2 separate regions of the Sus scrofa genome follow, and region 2 is linked to region 1. Evidence: chromatin contacts called from public Hi-C data. All regions are on one chromosome and are shown on one strand. Each heading gives the region's core, a stretch centred on a gene start, on an enhancer-like site or on the middle of the called end of the contact. The rest is flanking DNA. Distances are from core to core; before and after follow the strand shown. Region 1 overlaps OSBPL3 (oxysterol-binding protein-related protein 3). Region 2 overlaps OSBPL3 (oxysterol-binding protein-related protein 3).

Region 1 (2,800 bases), core at 186-2,685:
GTGGGTTAACGATCCGGCGTTGCCGTGAGCTGTGGTGTAGGTTGCAGATGCGGCTCGGATCCCGTGTTGCTGTGGCTCTGGCATAGGCCGGTGGCTACAGCTCCGATTCGACCTCCATATGCCGTGGGAGCGGCCCAAAGAAATGACAAAAAGACCAAAAAAATAAAAAAATAAAAAATAAAATAAATAAGAGGGTAGATAGGATTATTCCCATTGAACACCTATTAAAATTTAGGTTGACCTCCCCCCACCAAAAAAAAAAAAAAAAAAAAAAAAGATTCTGCAGTAAGTATTTCCATCCTCTTTCCCCAGAAATGTTGTTTTCTCCTCCTTTCGTTTTGGGGGGGTGCACTTTTTTCTCTACTAAACTACAACCTACACTACAGCTCACAGCAACACCGAATCCTCAACCCACTGATAGAGGCCAGGGATCAAACTCGCGTCCTCGTGGATCCTAATCAGGTTTGTTAACCGCTGAGCCACAAAGGGAACTCATAGTTCACTTCTGATGTCCTCACGTGCCTAACCTGCTGTCCTGTGAAGAGTATGCATGTGACTGACAAAAGGGCAAACATGGTCCTGGATTAAGGTTGCAAACAGCTTTATGTCCTTGGAATGTTTTCACTGGCTTGCCCTTTGAAGCACGTCCAATACCTTTGGGCCAAATGAGTACTGACACACCAAATACAGCCCATTCACATTTGTGAAAGAGGGTGTCTGTGCGTTATATCGTTGTTAAATGAAAATCTAAGGCTCAAGATCTTCTGAAAAGGACCCAAGGAAATCAAACCTTTTAGTTTTATTTGATTTAAGCCTCCCAAGCAGAAGGCAATAGGCAGAGTGCTGGTGCTAGACCAGCAAGCACATCTGCTCAAGACATTCAACTGTGCAAACTGCAAATGCCAAGAGGGATTAGACGTTATTGCATGCTTTACAAAACTGAAAAAAAAAAAAAAAAGCGGTGGGGAATAAGATCATACCTGTAGTTGAAAGGATAACAAAGATTAAATTTCAAAAATGTTTCAAGAATTCATGTTAGAACCAGCTTTCTCTCGAATTCTTGAGACACAGTGTATGCCTATTGATGAGCCCATGGGGAGGGCAGGGGACTAGACTGGGTTTGCTGGCTCTTAAGGGGAATAAGCCTATCATGGTTTGCATTCATTCCTACAAAATAACTGTCCCCCACCCCCATTTTATCGCCTCTCTAGTCTCAGACCTTGAAACTCTAACCAGGTTGGAAGACCAGATCTGAAGAATTTATGAAAGTGACCTGACTTTATTCCTTGACTGAGGACTAAAGCACTGCAGCCAGCTGCTTTTCTGGCTCAACATCCAAATTTTCCCCCTCCCAGCTTCCTTATCTGTCACTGTCCTTGAGTCATGCGGTGGAAACCTGAGAACCAGCATGCAGCCAGTGGTTCTCGGTGAGGGCAGTACTGTTCCCTGGGGTTGTGAAATCTTGCGGGCATTGCTGGTTGATGGGGGTAGGTGAGCGCTCTCTGGCATCTAATGGCTGGGGACCAAAAAACGTGAGATGTTGCAAAATGCCTTAGTCTTGCACAATGCAAAAGTTGTCCCACATCTGCAAGATTTTTCAAAGCACCTTCTGTAAGTAAAACCTGCTTTTTTTGTTTTTCTTCTTTTTTTTTGGTGGCCCCGTGGCATACGAGGGTTCCTGGGCCAGGGATCAAATTGGAGCAGCAGTTGCAACCTATGCAGCAGCTGTGGCAATGCCGGATCCTTTAACCCACCACACTGGGCTGGGATTGAACCCGCGTCCCATTGCACCACCGCAGGAACTCCAGCAAACTTTTTCTGTGAAGGACACTGCTGATCCTGTTGCATCACAGCCGGAACACTGGTAAAAACTGTTTATAATTATTTGAGCACAGAACTTAACTCTGTTTCACATACTTATCGAAGTATTTTTGCATGGTTTCTATAGCTAAATTCTTGGGACTGCAACAACTGCTGAATTACTAAGGGAAGACTGTACTTCTTCCTGTTGGGACTTTACCAAGTCAGTCACCATTTTGAAGAATAGTGTCACTGAAGGTCATGCCGCCTGTGACATGTGAGTTACTAATACATCTCTATGGGTCTGTATTAGTAGCTGTCACCCTGTCTATAGGGGTATCTGACCACCTCCTCATGTCTTGCGGTGTAGTCATGTCTGGGCTTTTATATATTGTAATGCACACTTTTAACTACTCTCTTTGAATTTTCCTTTATTTAAAGTAAAGCATTATGTTGATATTTTCAAGATTACATGTGTCAATATATTAATAATGATTTGAGGAGACCAAAGTGTTCATTAAAATATTGGTAACTGGAGTTCCCATCATGGCACAATGGAAATGAATCCGACTAGCATCCATGAGGTTGCAGGTTTGATCCCTGTCCTCGCTCAGTGGGTTAGGGATCCGGCGTTGCCATGAGCTATGGTGTAGGTCGCAGACGTGGCTCAGATGTGGCATTGCTGTGGTGTAGGCCAGCGGCTACAGCTCTAATTGGACTCCTAGCCTGAGAACCTCCATATGCCACAGGTGTGGCCCTAAAAAGCAAAAAAAAAAAAAAAAAAAGGGGACATTGGTATGATGTAGTTAAGAACCCCTGCTGATCTCGACACCAATTCTGTGAGCAGGAATGCCAGGCCAAGCCACACTGTGGTGAACTCACTTTGAAACTGTAAGGGCTTTACTATTTTTTATAAGTAGGTTCTGTTGGTTTCATCTTTAAAATGCGTATCTTCTACGTCCTTTCCTCTCTGTTTCCCCATCACCCCCCACTGCTCTCA
Region 2 (2,800 bases), core at 216-2,715, 51 kb before region 1:
GCAGGAGGGGTAGGACCTTTCCAGGGCAAGAGAAACAAGGCAACTAACCACCCACTCAGCTGAGGGAGTGTGTCCAGGTCAGAACACACAGCCGCTGCCCAGGGTTGGCAAATGCTCGGTGTGTTTTAGGAAAAGCCCAAAAGGCCAGTGTGGCTGAAGCCGAGTGAGGGGAAGTGGGAGGGGGCATGATACGGGGCGGGGCGGCGTCCAGGAGGGTTTCGTGGACTGTGAGATTTGATCCCACGTGACTTGGGGAATCCGGAGAGAGATAATCTGGCTGCTGGGTGAGAAACAGGCTATGGAAACAAGAGACTGGTTAATGAGACTACTGCACAAGCCTGGTCATCAATGCCAGGCTCAGTGGCCAGCACCAGCAGCAGAGGCAGTGACATTGGCTGGCTTTGCAAGGAAGACCTTGGGATTTGCTGATGAGTAGCATGTGGATTATAGAAGGAAGCTCTTAAGGATGATGCCAAGGCCCAGTTTTGGGGAAAATACAGTTGCCAATTATTTTCTCTTCCACTAAGTTTAGAGTTAAGCATAGAGTTTTCTTTGATAAACACAATTTCTTTAAAAAAAAAAAGTTAAATAATGACTTGACCTAAAAATGGGAAAGCACTGGTTGAGTCACCTTACAGTTGATTTATTGCCTTTTTTTTTTTTTTTGTCTTTTTGTCTTTTTAGAGCTGCACCCACGGCATATGGAGGTTCCCAGGCTAGGGGTCAAGTCAGAGCCATAGCTGCCAGCCTACAGCACAGCCACAGCAACTCAAAGTCTGAGCAGTGGCAATGCCGGATCCTTAACTCACGGATCGAGGCCAGGGATCGAACTGGCATCCTCATGGATGCCAATCAGTTTCATTAACCACTGAGCCACAAGAATTCCGAGTTTTATTTGAACAGCTTGAATTTCCCCTTGATAAAGTCTTTAAATAAGCTGCCACTTTTATCAGAAGTAAACAACCCTGCCTACTAGTAAATAAAAGGACTCTTGAGAGGGTCAGGTGGGTGTGCAGAGAGGTAGGTGATAGGTATGGTATTTTCAAGTCCAGCCAAGAATGTGTGTTCAGAGTTCTAATGATTAACAGAAAAAGAAGAAGGCTGAGCCAGGAAGCAAAGGAAAAAATACTTCATTTGAATCTCTTACCTTTTAGTAACTTTCAACAACTCTGCTCAGCTTTTCTGTCAGAAACTCAACAGCAGGTGGCTGGGTGGATAATGGTTAAAATGACTCGAACAGTGATCTGACGCCTGAAGCGCCAGGCAATTAGGAAAAGCCACTTTTAGACAATAGCTTAACTGCATATCCTTTAGAGACACCAAGCTTTTCCCAAAGGCACAAAAAAGAAGCAAAGTGAACTGAAATGGATTTCCTCTTTCTTTTATTTTTAGAGCTGCACCCACAGCATATGGAAATTCCCAGGCTAGGGGGCGAACTGGAGCTATAGCCGCCAGCCTACACTACAGCCACAGCCACGTGGGATCTGAGCCACATCTGACCTACACCCCAGCTCACGGCAATACCAGATCCTTAACCCACTGAGAGGGCCCCCATGGACTGAACCTGCATCTTCATGATACTAGTCGGGTTTATTACTCCTGAGCCATGACGGGAACTCCTGAAATGAATTTTCTGAGCCAGCGGGTCCCTGATGAAGCTCCAGCCAGGCAGCCAGAGCATCAGTGAGGGTAACCTACCAGGACCATACTTGGCCCTGCGGAGGGAAAGAAAGTCTTTCCTTCGGAATGTTCCCCTTTCTGGCATACTTGGAAAACCAAGGCTGAATCAGATTTCTTGGCAGAGAGGAAACCCCTCCCTGAGAGGGTGGAACAGTCAGAGGTTAGAACATGAGACTGGAATGTTTATGATTGATTCCTGAACGTTCCTTGTTCACAAAGGCTCCTGGCCAGCCCCCAACGGGAGTGGAGAACAAAGTCCTGCTTGAGTCGGGAGGATGAAAGTTGAAGGGACAAGGACAAGCAAAACCTCAGAGTCTGAACAGTCTACGAAAGGCTGTTTTCACAGGGGCAGCTGATGCCTCTGGCAGCTCTGAGCACAGTAACTAAACCTATGTTAAGAGACACCAAAAAAAGGTGGGGGAGAGAGGATGCTGGGGTGGCAACCGAGGGTGTCAGTGGAGGGGCGCCGGAGCCCAGAGGGGCCAGGCCTCGGGTGCCTCACCTGCCACACGGGGTATGTGAAGACCAAAGAAGACCCCGTACAAATGTGAAAAGCGTAACGCGCCCTGCAGCATGATGCTCGTTAACTGTGACAAGGAACATTCGAACAGCAACTGCTTTCTCCGCTTCCTGACGCCATGAGCCATTTTTAGCCCGAATTTTGGGGTCTTTTAGGTGAGAAATGATGTACTGGGGGCAAGCTTCCATGGAGCTGAACTCTGAAGCAAACTCCCTTTGCCCCTGATGACTCCAAGCCTCCCCACCCCCACCAAAACCACGGGCAACAAAGGCCAAGGGCTTGGAGGAAAAAGAGAGACACCGCTTTCCAAAGCACCTGCCCCTGTGGTCTGGAAAACTCAGTAGAAAAGCTAAAAGTTGGGTACCTTTGTCTCTTTCCATGTCCTTTCAGTTGCAGATAGGATTTCTCTCGGTGTTCTTAGAATAAAATTCCACCTCGAAATACGAATTTAGAGGTCCGGCTCAGTTTATTAGTCATTCAGTAACCCCTACTCATTGCAGAGAGGGGCAAGAAAGCAAAGACGCCCCCGAACTCTGAAAGCTCACACGATGGACAAGGGCAGCGTCACGCTGTTTCCATAATAGACTGTCTCCAGGGCCA

The links. Hi-C and Micro-C count contacts between places; a contact is called where the count stands out from the background.
Region 2: a contact with region 1 is called in a Hi-C map of liver, with 8 times the contacts expected there. The contact joins two enhancer-like sites. A contact is called at or near these places in 1 of 5 promoter capture datasets (liver) and 5 of 47 Hi-C or Micro-C datasets (fetal heart ventricle, liver and skeletal muscle).

Annotation. Positions count from the first base shown.
Region 1 is chr18:47,409,851-47,412,650 of Sscrofa11.1, reverse strand. All of the region lies in intron 2 of OSBPL3 (oxysterol-binding protein-related protein 3), which reads right to left. Among named protein-coding and RNA genes, the nearest start is that of OSBPL3, 110 kb to the right of the region's middle. Within about 2 kb of position 1,435, at least 3 of the 83 cell types and tissues checked have an H3K27ac peak or open chromatin away from gene starts, as enhancers often do. A contact at or near this core is called in liver, where this site is marked.
Region 2 is chr18:47,461,171-47,463,970 of Sscrofa11.1, reverse strand. The region is part of intron 16 of OSBPL3 (oxysterol-binding protein-related protein 3); the gene reads right to left. Among named protein-coding and RNA genes, the nearest start is that of DFNA5, 62 kb to the left of the region's middle. Within about 2 kb of position 1,465, at least 30 of the 83 cell types and tissues checked have an H3K27ac peak or open chromatin away from gene starts, as enhancers often do. A contact at or near this core is called in liver, where this site is marked.